Regions from separate parts of the Ovis aries genome. Here region 1 is linked to region 2. The links are chromatin contacts, called in public Hi-C maps. All regions are on one chromosome and are shown on one strand. The core of a region is the stretch at or near the end of the contact, and the rest is flanking DNA. Distances in the headings are between cores, read along the strand shown.

Region 1 (6,342 bases), core at 610-3,109, 160 kb after region 2:
CCAAATAGGAAAAGGAGTAGGTCAAGGCTGTATATTGTCACCCTGCTTATTTAACTTCTATGCAGAGTACATCATGAGAAACGCTGGGCTGGAAGAAGCACAAGCTGGAATCAAGGTTGCCAGGAGAAATACCAAAAACCTCAGATATGCAGATGACACCACCCTTATGGCAGAAAGTGAAGAAGAACTAAAGAGCCTCTTGATGAAAGTGAAAGAGGAGAGTGAAAAACTTGGCTTAAAGCTCAACATTCAGAAAACTAAGATCATGGCATCTGGTCCCATCACTTCATGGAAAATAGATGGGGAAACAGTGGAAACAGTGTCAGACTTTATTTTTGGGGGCTCCAAAATCACTGCAGATGGTGATTGCAGCCATGAAGTTAAAAGACACTCCTTGGAAGGAAAGTTATGACAAACCTAGATAGCATATTGAAAAGCAGAGATATTACTTTGCCAAAAAGGTCCATCTAGTCAAGGTTATGGTTTTTTCTGTGGTCATGTATGGATGTGAGAGTTGGACTGTGTAGAAAGCTGAGCGATGAAGAATTGCTGCTTTTGAACTGTGGTGTTGGAGAAGACTCTTGAGGATCCCTTGGACTGCAAGGAGGTCCAACCAGTCCATCCTAAAGGAGATCAGTCCTAGGAGTTAAAGTACTGATGCTGAAGCTGAACTCCAATACTTTGGCCACCTCATGCAGAAGAGTTGACTCATTGGAAAAGACCTTGATGCTGGGAGGGATTGGGGGAGGAGGAGAAGGGGACGACAGAGGATGAGATGGCTGGATGGCATCACCGACTTGATGGACATGAGTTTGAGTGAACTCCAGCAATTGGTGATGGACAGGGAGGCCTGGCATGCTGTGATTCATGGGGTCGCAGAGTCAGACATGACTGAGCGATTGAATTGAACTGAACTGTAGAGTTTTACGGCTCTACCCTACAAGGAACTAGCACAAATTAAACATTCCCCCCCCACCCCACCTCCCCTTCTTCCTCTGGACCCCCCTCTTGGGAAGTGTTTGCTCCTGATTTTCAAGGGCAGCTTCACGGGTGTTTGCAGCTTCAGGGCCTGTTGCCACTCTTGGAGCAAAGCTGCTTCCCCACTCCATTCCTCAGTTTCCCCACTCAGTTGGGCGGAGACAATAACCTTGTTGTGCTCAGTGCTACAGTGAGTCAGGGTTAATTAGCATGAGTCACAGACCTTGGAATCCTCACAAGAAAAGGGTCATCTGCTGGGTTCAGGCTGCTCTGTGGCCCTGGTGACATAGTACTCTGGCCTGTGCTTCTAAGAACACCTCCTCAAAGCTTCATGAGTGGCTTGCCTAACTTTGTGGGCTGGCCCTTGGGTGACCCAGCCCTGAGTCCTGGTGCTGAGATGGAGCACAGAAGGGCTGCCTCATGAGTGCCAATGTTCCCCACCAACGGCTTTATCTTCCCCTGGGTTTCCTCTTGCAGCTGAATTCCCACTCAGTCAGCTTCTTGTCCTTGTTACTTGTCCCCCTAATCCTGGACACAGGGTCCTAACCCTGACCTTAAACTTTTTCACTTCTGTGGCTCCATTTTCTCCCTCTATCTCTGTCTCAGCGCTTTCACTCTGTATTAGCCTACAGTAGAAACAAGATAGCTTCTGCCTTCAAGAAGTTTGGTTAGGAGAAGACCTGTAACAAAATAAGAACAAAGTAGGAATGATGCTGAAAATGAGACTAAGCCGTTTGGAAAAGTAAATGCTGACTGTCCGCCACTGTTTTTCTGCTAGTGATTAGCCATCAAGTACTGAGGCCAGGTCCACGCGGCAGGGAAGTCGGGGTGGACCATGGGCGCCACCTAGTGGCTCCGGAAGGTACTGCTGCATTGCTGCTCAACATCCATGATCTGGACTCTATGTAGATGTCTTCCTGGTCTGATAATTAGGGAAGAGAGATATCCCTTAGTCACTTAGTATCTGACAAGCCGCCTTTCACTTGACATCTAATTTTTTTGTATGTACAGAATAAAGTTTTCACATCGGGTTTCACACCCATTTTTTTCCCATATTAAAGAAGCAGCCACTTCAAGCACACGGATAATCAAGGACATGGCCCAGCTGAAGAGCCTCAGAGCAAAGATGCACCCAGACATGCCAGTGGAAGGAAAGGGGATGATGGACAAAGCTGCCCAAGCCTAGACTGGAAGGATGAAGGAAACAGGGTTCAAGTTGTGATCCTGCTCTGTATACAGAAAAGGTTGGGGGTGGTAGAAGTGGCCATTTCTTTTTAATGTAGTTTTAAAATAATAAAATTTACCATCTGAACCATTTTTGAGAGTAAGAAGTAGTGTTAACTACATGCATATTGTACTGCGTAGATCTTTAGAACTGTTTCTTTTTGCGAAACTAAAATTCTAAACCCTCTGGACAACTCCGTATTTCCCCCTCTCTCCCAGCAGCTGGTCACCATGTTCTGTTTTGTGTTTCTAGGAGTCTGACTCCTTTAGCTGTCTCTTTTAGATGTAGATGGAATCAAGCAGTATTTGTCTTTTTGCAACTGGCTTACTTCTCTTAGGAGAATGTACAAGACTCCTCTATGCTGTAGCGTATGACAGGATTTCCTTCTTTTAAATTTTTATTTATGCTGAAGGTTCCATTACCTATTTTCCACATTTTCTTTATTGATTCATCCTCTGTGGACATTTAGGCTTCCACCTCTTCACTATGGTGAATAATGCTTCGATGAATATGGGTGTGTATCCATTTCCTTTTTAACAGCTATGAAGATACTCAGCTCAGAGAGGATTTGACTAGATTGTGCGCTCAAGTGAAGGCGGGTTGAAGGTGAATAGAGGAAGGCAGGAAAGGAGGGCCCAGCTCCTCTGTTCTTACTACTCTATGATATAGAACAGGTAGCTTTCCTGTTCAGTCTATAAACTGTGTAGAATGATATCCAGTATGAGCCAGTAAATTACCAAGAATCGTTCTTTTTTACATGCTTACAGATAAAATATAAACCAAAACTAGGCAATGTATGTGGCAGCTTTCAAGCTAACACTTCATTGCGTTCTATCTTAATGTTTTCACAATGCTATTAATCGCTTTTATTGTTTCTCACCTACTCTATATCAAATGCAAACAAAAAGTACAGGAGAAACAAAATATAAAAACTTTTATCTATGGCTTAAGAAAAGAACATAAAGTTTACCAGAAATCTTTGCTAGGCCACAGACTACTGGTTACAGAATTATAAAGATGTATTCATTTATTATTTCAAGTCGCTCAGTCATGTCCGACTCTTTGCAACCCCATGGACTATACAGTCCATGGAATTCTCTAGGCCAGAATATCAGAGTGGGTAGCCTATCCCTTCTCCAGCAGGTCTTCCCGACCCAGGAACTGAACCAGGGTCTCCTGCATTGCAGGTGGATTCTTTACTAACTGAGCTATGAGGAAACGGAAACAAACAAAATTTCATTGCACAAACAGTATGTGTGACAAAAAGAATCCAAAGAAAATTATATAATTCTATTTTAATACTTTGACTTTTGATTTTTTCAAGTTTTCTTCTAGACATGGGTATATAAATCACAGTGGAGATATAAGACCTGGCATTATTTTTCATGGATACTGCAAACAACTTTCTATACCAACAGAATAATTACAACTAACATTTTAATAGCTTGAATTATATTCCACAGATTTATACTCTATGTAATCATTCTCCAACTGTTAGATGTTTAGGTTATTGTCAGCTTCTTATTGTAAGTAAGCATGTGTTGAACACCTTTCATATATGTAATTTCTGCTCTTTTGAGCTAGGCTCCTGGTTAGGAGACAAACAGTAGTGTTAGGAACATAGGCTTCGAAGGCTGAGTTAGAAAAGTGCTCGGTTAAACACTAAGCAGAGTTTAGTATGTTTCTGGAGTAACAGCTCTCTGTCGTAGTAGGAAAATCAATTTTCAGAGGCTCTCCTGCTCTAGACTGTTCTTGCCTCCTCTTTCAAGTCTAAGATGCAGCCTCTAGCTACAGTATTTACTTCACTATCACTTCAAAATGGCTCAAAATCCATCCTGCCACCCAAGACTTGTCTCCTCCTATGGTTTTGTTAAGCTGGACAAGATTGGCTAGGAAATGGAGCTGGAGGCTAAAAGTGATTTTGCCTCTGTGATGCTGGCTTCCTCGTGAGAATGGTGAAGGCCCTGAAGATACATCTAGAATTCCTTCCAAATCTACTATTTTATGCTCTAACTTTTACCCTCTGGAGGGCTATTACTGACCTACCTGGAAAACAGTCCATTTTTTTCCTCCCATATCTCACTCTATTGCTAGGTAGCTGACAGAAGTGAGGACAAAAAGCTTAAGAGTATATTAAGGTGGTCTGAATCTTTGGATAATTTTTGGATATACCACCAGTCTCCATGACCTACCAGTCCTCCTCAGAGACTTTCCTACAGGTTCCCCTTTTCCTCTCATCCTAGGCGGCTTTAGTGACATGACAGTCAATTCAAACAGAAGCACTATGAAAAGAAAAACAGTAACCACCACCAACACTTCAGCCAGGAAGCAATGAGAGAAAAGAGAGCATGGGATAAAGATGGAATGATGGCCTTTAATTGAAGGGCTTGGGTGCAGCATTCATTTCCAAAGGTATGGGTCACCCAATCCAGATAACAGCTACACAAAGCCAAAGAAAATCTAAAATAGGAATAAAACTAAAAATAGCAAGGAAAACTGAGGAGGAAGAAGTGTTTGTACTTTTGCCCTTGGTCAAGTTGTACAAGCAGCTGTTTCTGTTCTAAGATGGAACAGGGTGGAAGGGATTTAAAAGCTGGCTCCAATGTAGCCACAACTGGTATAAGAGTTTGATGAGTAAATGAGGAAAGCCCCCAAAGAGAATGTTCCACCTGCTAAGTCTATGCAAGTTGGCTAAAATCTAACAGCCAGGTGACAAATGCGTTTTGGTACTGGTATCCCATTAGTGATTTTAAGATTCTTCTTTCCCCTGTGAGAGTAGGTCTTGATGCTCAGAAAAGGAAAATCTTAAGACTCACTGAGCTGAAAGGTATTCTGAGCTGTGTCATAGTGCAAAGAACAGAGGCTGGGGGACATGGGTTTAAGTGGGGGCTCTGTCACACTCTGTGTTTCCCAGGAGGCACTAGTGGTAAGAACCCACCTGCCAATGCAGGAAATGCAAGACATGTGTGTCCTATCCCTGGATCTGGAAGATCCCCTGGAGGAAGGCGGAGCAGCCCACTCCAGTATTCTTACTTGGAAAATTCCATGGACAGAAGAGCCTGGCAGGCCACAGTCCATAGGGCTGCAAAGAGTCAGACATGACTGAAGCGACTTAGCACACACACACTGTCGCATTCTAGCTGTTCGACAGAGCAAGACATTATTCAATGTCTGAGCGCCAATCTTAACCTGTGAAAAAAACATAATCTACTCAGATGGGAAATGCAACTTGTGTTAGAACAAAACACAGAATCCTAGAGGCCTCAGTGGAGAAAAATAATATAAGGAGAATCTGAAGGCTGGCAGGACTGGCCAAACTAGGAAGTCTGAATAGACTTGAACAGCTGAGGGTCTTCAAGGTACCATCTGCCTTGACCACTGGGACCCAGACTGTAAAAGGTTCTGACCTGGGAGGGAGAGAAGAAGGTATTGGTAGTTCTATTTACCCATGAGAAAGCCAGCAGTAGATAACACAGAGATTATATAGTACCTCTGTAAGCTACCTAGTTTGGCTAGGTATAAGTGGGGAAATTCTTTATAATGATGATTTATAATGCTACCTTTAAGACAGGAAAGTAGCAAAATTGAAAATTTAGGCAATTTCCATCTTTAAAAGGGTTTGCCAAGTGAAATAAATTTTTTTTTTCAAATAAAGAACCAAATAAGGAAAAATGGGTTACCAGAAAGGTCAAACCAAACACTTCTAGAGGAGATTCTTGAGAGTCCCTTGGACTGCAAGGAGATCTAACCAGTCCATCCTGAAGGAGATCAGCCCTGGGATTTCTTTGGAAGGAATGATGCTAAAGCTGAAAACTCCAGTACTTTGGCCACCTCATGAGAAGAGTTGACTCATTGGAAAAGACCCTGAAGCTGGGAGGGATTGGGGGCAGGAGGAGAAGGGGACGACAGAGGATGGAATGGCTGGATGGCATCACTGACTCGATGGACGTGTCTGAGTGAACTCCGGGAGTTGGTGATGGACAGGGAGGCCTGGCGTGCTGCGATTCATGGGGTTGCAAAGAGTCGGATACAACTGACTGACTGACTGAACTGAACTGAACTGAACTGAACCCACAAGAATGAATAATAACTTGAAGTGGTGTCCTAGTGTGTGGAAGAAATAAAATGCTTTGGAAGAT
Region 2 (6,354 bases), core at 3,112-5,611:
GAGTGGACTCCCCGCTCCTCCAGAGCAAGAGGGCCAAGATGGAAAAGACGGAGCAAGACAGGGCACTCAAGGTGGAGGCTGTGGTCTTCCACTTAGTCTCAGAAGTAACATCCTCAAGCCTGTCTTATCCTCCAGCCCCCAGCGCTCCCAGCCCCACCTGCCCCTGCAGCCTTCATCACTGCCCCTCCTTGCCCAGTCCTCTTGCTGCCGGGGAATTCTTCAGGCCCCTGTCCACTGTTCTCTGTCTCCTCTGTACTTTTGTTTTGTGCCTCTGATGGCTGACTTGGCCCCAAGCCACCATTCAGTCTCCTTTCTCTCCATACTGCAAGGCCAGCCAGAGCTCTGAGACACCTCCTCTATCTTTCCCCAAATCTATTCCCATCTCCTTAGACACCCCTGGTCACTCCTTAGCTGGGCCGCCCTGGGCCTTTCTCTCTTTATACAATCCCTCCCCATCCAGCCAGGCTGGATCAAATCCTCTCTTCCAGGAAGTCCCCTCTTTGTGGTTTGTGGTTCTTTGGACAGCTTTATTCCTCCCTGCCCCAAAGGCCAGCTGGGGAGGCCGGGAGCAGCAGAGGGTTTGGAGAGTGGCTGGCACGGTGGTAGTGTACGTACCTGGCCTTTGGCGCCTCTGTGCTGAATTCCCAGGCTGCTCTGGGGGCTCTTTCCCTAAAGAGACCACGTTTGAAGAGGTTTATATCCCTACCTCTGGGCCCCCACCCACAGCACAGGGTCCTGGCTTCCGCTGGGGCTTCTCTGTTTTCAGCGGGTGCTGCAGAGATGAGGGATGGTTAGATTCAGGTCGCGGGGCCGGCCTTTTGGGTGGACTTGTTCTGGCCGCGCTGCTGTTGAGGCCGGGTCTCCAAAGTCCCTCAGCTCCTTTCATATCCCAAGCCTGGTCATACAGCAACCCCCCCACCCCGCGCAGATAGAGAATTCTGGGGCCCTGCCTTGACCTTCCGACAAGCCGCTGCTTACTTAAGCAGTCTCATCTGTCGCTGGCCACCAGGAGCCACGGCTAAGGCGACAGTCAGGCTGCGAGGCTCTGGCTCCTACTGAGATGGGCAGGGACGGTCCAGGCCAGGGAAGGGGAGCCAGGGAGCGGCCTCTGTGGCACCAACGGGGGACACCGGGGACACCGGGGGGTGGGGAGGCCCATATCCCAAGCTCATATTTGGTGACCTCACTGCTTTTCTTCCTGGCAATCGCAGGGCACCGCGGGTCTCCCGGTCCCACTCCGGGCGGCTAGGCGGGCGCAGGGTCTGAAGGGCGGGTCCGTCCGGAGCCGAGGCCGCAGCGCAAGGCTCGCGCGCCCTCTAGCGCCGGAGGCGGGGCCCGCTAAAATGGCCAGGGGTGGGCCGCGCCCCTCCGCGCCGGCCTCGGACCCCCGCCCCAGTTGGCCCGCGGCAGGGTCCCCAGACTCGAGGAGGAGGGAGGAGCCACTTCCGTCCCCGCAGGGGACACCTGCGAGCCCCCGGAGTGTAGCTTGGGGTGGCGGGCTCCAGCCAGCAGCGCGTGGCCGCGGGCCGGACCTCGACCCCGGCCGCTGCTGTGATTCGCCCACAATCCCGCTGCGGGGTCCGCACGATCCCAGAACACTCTCCGCGAGTCTGGGTTCTGCGCCCCGTGAAGTCTCTCCTATGATTTGTTCTCTTGTCCTAAACATTCCTGCTCCACCCCGAGCCGTCCAGGGCTGCGCGGTCCAGTGGGCGGCCAACCAGCCACTTGTGGCTCTTGAGCCCGTGCTAGATGGTGACTGAGAAACGGAATTTTTCATCTTATTTGATTGTAATTAACTATCTCAAAACCAGCAGGGTACATTTTTCTGTAACCCAAGCAGGACTCAGTTTTTCAATGTTGCAAATGTAAGCGTCCAGATTGAGATGTGCTGTCTAAAACACCCACTGTATTTCAAAGAGTTAGCATCGCAATAAGAATGCAAAATATCTCACGCATTTTAAAATAGTCATTACACACTGAAATAATATTTTGGATATATCGAGTTAAATAAAACATTACTTTTTTAAAAAGAAATGTGGCTGCTAGAAAATTTTAAATTATTGATGTAGATGGTATTCTATTTTTATATTTCTGCTCTAGGTTTCAATCTAAGTTTCCTGACTCCACTGCAGGGCCCAGAGCTTGGGGACACTGCTATCAGTGGAAATGGGGATGTATGTGGGGAAAGGCCCTGATCCTCACAGATCAAGCCCACAGGGTCTCTGGACAGGTCAGCTAGCCTCACCCGGTCAACCAGGAGGCATCCTAAAGGAGCCCCAGGTGGCAGGATGAGGCTTTCAGAGACCCAGTCGAGCACAGAAAGAACACTTACTTGTCTATGACCTGAAGATGTAGGTCCAGCATGGGTCATGCCACACACTGTGTGCCCAGGTCTCTTGGCACCTCACAAAGAGTTAGTGCAAAGTGGGGCCAAGGCCTGGGTTGCTTTCTGAGGAGCTTCTAGGGCCAGTGTGAGTTAGGATAGCATGCGGAAGCCCCCAGGGGTCACGGCTCATGGTGGTTCTCTCTGCAAGAGAGCGCTGTGGAAGACCTTCATGGGTCTCTGGAATGTCCTTTTGTTAGTAGCACAGAATTCTTTGGAGGAAATCTGTAGAAGTACATTTTTTAAAGGCTTAGCTTTACTTTAATGTACACTTTTACATGTGTGTTTGCAGGCACCTGACCCACTGTTTACAGAGCTGGGAAGAACTGAACTTGGCCTGAAGCTTCTCAAAGTGAGCTGCTTGCTCAGCGCTGGCTGACCTGGGTGATAGGAACCGCGGGAAGGGGAGCTGAGTGAGATCGGAAGGCCAGAACCCACCAGCAGTCCAGCCACCCCTTCCCAGGTTAATCATCAATGATGGGGCGGCCAGAAGGGCTACTTTTTTCTTTGAGGGAGGTCAAGTCTGTTCCTGCCTCCCTAGTCATTTGACACTAGAAGCCAAGTTTGAGCCCCAAAGTGCTCTGAGGAGCCCAGGTTCACAGAAGTGCCCCAACCCTTTTGAAAAATAAGGACCCTTCATTCTATGGGTCTACACACACACCCTACACACACAGTGAGAGGCGACAGGCTCTGGCTCCTTTTACCGTCTAACAAATCCCTAGCATGTGTGACTGCAGTTCCATGCAGTTCTGAGCGCACAAACCCTGTAACGTGAGGCACTGGGGGGCAGGCTGGGCCCCGGGTAGATTGTCCCAGGCTCACTGGGGTGTCTGAATCCCTGAGAAGCCTGTGAGCTCCCCCTAAACAAGGCTGCTTGGTCTGTCAAGTGGCTCCCGGGACAGCAGGACCTTGCAGATCCAAGGACTGTGGGAGCCAAATGCCCTTTGCCGTGGCACAAGGTGGGAGCAGAAAACACCAGGGTCCAGTGTCTCAGAAATCTATTCCATGAGGCAGAACAGCCTTTGGAAATAAAGAGTTTAAAGTAAGCATAAGGGGCTCTGAGCCCATAACTTTCTGTTCCAGGACAATATACTGCAGAAAACCCACATTCCCTTCTCAGGAAAGGGGCAGTGCCTCAGGCAGGCAGCAAGAGCCCCCTGCCACTCAGGAAGCATCTGGACAGAGGCTGAGAGGTAAGTGATGCTGGGTGAGATTATGGTGGGCGGGGGACCTGAGCACTGGACGCACTGAGACTCCTCGTGGGTTTTTTTTTACAGCAGCTGCCTGTGTGGTTATCACCTTGGTTCACATGACCCTTAATTCTTTCAGCTCGAAAATGGGTGCTCTAAACTCCTGAAGGTCTTTAGGTCCCAAACCTCTAACCTCTGGTCTTGAAACCTTGGTGTTTTCTCAGGTCGATACATCTTCTCTCAGGATACTAAGATAGGATATCATTTCAGAGCCCAGATGGAGTTCTGAGTCATAAAGTGTCAGTCAAAGCCTATTAGTTTAGGGACTTGATGTTACAGATGAAGCTGAGGTCCACGGAGCTCAAGGCCACACAGCTGGTTTCAATAGACGAGATGGGACCAGGACTCACAGCGCTGGTCCAGTTCTTTGGTCCCCTACTACCCTGGCTGAGAAGTTTGCGAGCTGTCAGAGCCTGCTGACGACTGTTTTGTCTCTGAGCACTGTGGGCAGCCAGGGGAGCTGGAGATGCTTGCTGGCACCAGAGCAAGGTTCCTAGGTAGTCCTGCCCTCCTCTCTGGTAGATAAAAAGCTGTGCCTACAGTCGAATGCACTGGGATGCAGTGAGGAAAAAAAGGAGTGTGGGGGAGATGAGTAAGGAGAAAACAGTGCGAGAGAGTTGGGGGGATGGGGGCATGTCACCAAAGGAAAGCTCTTCCCTTTGTCTGAAGGGTCTTCGAACGAATGAGGAAACATCGCCACCTGCTGGCTGATGTGGACAAGTGCTTTAGAAAAAGAGTTGAAATGGGCTAACCCAGTGATCAGCTTCCGACCCAACACCCACTGCTTCCTCCCTTCCTTGTTGAGGCAGATGAGCCCTGGCAGGAAGCTGTACTGCCTGTGAACCCCGGGCCAAGGGGGTGCCTTTTGCTCAGGATTAGCTAACAGGGTCTAGAGGTTTGGGTTGAAGATCAACACAGGAGCCACGCCTGCTGAATCACACGGGGTTAGGCCTACAGGACAGATGGGTTTTTCAAGTGGTTAGTAGAGAAACCGCAAAGACAGCCCTGTTTATAGCCAGCAGTCACCTGCCAGTCCAGGCGTAGGGACAGGGCTCTGTAGGTATTCTCTACTGCCTACACATGACCCTCCCTTCCCAAACTAACCCAGTCATCTGCCTTGTAAGAAATTCTCAGTTAAAAAAAAAAAAAGTCAATGTCTGCTGCTCAAAGGAACCAGATGAACAGGGTGGGTGTTTTTTAAAAAATTGGGATCAGCAATCACAGGGGCTATTATCTTATTGATGAAGCTCCAGCCATTTGCCAAGGTATATACACATTTTATTTAAAAAAAGTTTACAGTTTTCATTATACACAACTATTAAGAGGTTATAGTCAGAAGAGGCATTTGTCCTGTTGACAGAAGTGCCCACTAGATCATCACAATGCAAGGAGAAAGGTGGAAGGGAGGACAGGGGGCAAGGAAAAAATAAGTGATAAAAAGCTTAGATTTCAATTAAGGGCTGGTAAATCCCTTTTATCTCTTCAAGTATCACACAATATGTACCAAATACAATCAGTAAATAACGGCCATTTCTTCCCAAGCCCACAGCCAAGACGATTATTTGCTGACTTAAGAGAGTCCTGGCCCTTCCTCAGGTGAGTGGAGAACCTGCACCCCTTCCCCAATGGGCCTCCACTCCATCCAGTCCCTAATGGAATCTCCAAGGTGTTCAGTGGCCAGAGAAAATATGAGCATGGATTCAGAAGTCCAAAGAAATGCAGGTCTGCGTCCAATCAGAAATGATTTGATTTCAGTAAGGCCGTGAACCCAGGCAGGAAGTTATGAGATGAATGAAACTCCTAACTTTTGTTAATGGCTTTCACTTTTCTGATTGAGTCCCTAGAACACAGAAGGGTCACATGCCACTTAAAAATCAAACACTAGTTCCCAGAAAGTTGGTGTCTAACACCTTCCCCATGGAGGCTAGCAGAGGCTCTGTCTCTCATGATTCTCAGCCATCCCAACAGGACGCCTAATAAAAAGCAAGCGTCAGGTCAAGGCCAACTAGGGCTTCTGGGAGCCTTGTGAGGGGGAAAGAAAGATTCCTTCGGAGGGAGACACTCTTCTGGAGCTTAGATCAGCCTGTTGGCAATTAGAACCGCTTTGGAGTGGAAGAAAAATGTTAGGTACTGGAGAGATATATGGCAACTTCTGATAATTATCTCACTAATATGAAACGCTGGTAACCTGCACAGTAACCTCAAGGAGGACGATACAATTGAAGACAAAAACGCATAAATGCCAGTGTTTAGGTTGGCTACCATAAAAAGCAACCCATGAGGCCCCAGTACTGGGGAGGTTGGAGGCCAGTGGGCCGTGGTGCAGCCATCTCGTTTGTTGTGTTTGGTAAGAGATGGAGCTCGGTCATTTGAACAGGGGCAAAATGCTTTGTGCTGATAAACCACAAGGTAGGATTTCAAAAGTGAGGGATACTAAAGAAGGGAAGGGAGACTGCCGGAAGCAGCTCTGATCTACCACTACCACCTTTAAAAATACGCAGCCTATCTGAGGGGCTCTGGATGCTTCTCAAGAGTGTTGCGATGGGACAATGTGGAAAATAGCTTTTGGTGTCATACCACCCTTTGCTCCAGACTCACTCAACCATCTGTTATTGGGGGCCTAGAGTCCTCAGAATCACAGCGTGGCCCTCTTCCAGCTTCCTCTCCTACCTCTCTCAGCACAAAAGTTAGTGTAAAAAGGGAGTCTGTTCAGCTTACTAA

Evidence for each region. Hi-C and Micro-C count contacts between places; a contact is called where the count stands out from the background.
Region 1: a Hi-C map of tail adipose tissue shows a contact between it and region 2, with 5 times the contacts expected there. The contact joins two enhancer-like sites. A contact is called at or near these places in 7 of 16 Hi-C or Micro-C datasets (blood, liver, omental adipose tissue and 2 more).

The regions. Positions count from the first base shown.
Region 1 is chr4:95,490,597-95,496,938 of ARS-UI_Ramb_v3.0, forward strand. No RefSeq gene overlaps it. Among named protein-coding and RNA genes, the nearest start is that of ZC3HC1, 22 kb to the right of the region's middle. Within about 2 kb of position 1,860, at least 9 of the 54 cell types and tissues checked have an H3K27ac peak or open chromatin away from gene starts, as enhancers often do.
Region 2 is chr4:95,326,895-95,333,248 of ARS-UI_Ramb_v3.0, forward strand. UBE2H (ubiquitin conjugating enzyme E2 H) reads right to left here. Exons shown (of 7, transcript XM_060414834.1): 7 at 4,890-6,354. Among named protein-coding and RNA genes, the nearest start is that of UBE2H, 100 kb to the right of the region's middle. Within about 2 kb of position 4,362, at least 26 of the 54 cell types and tissues checked have an H3K27ac peak or open chromatin away from gene starts, as enhancers often do.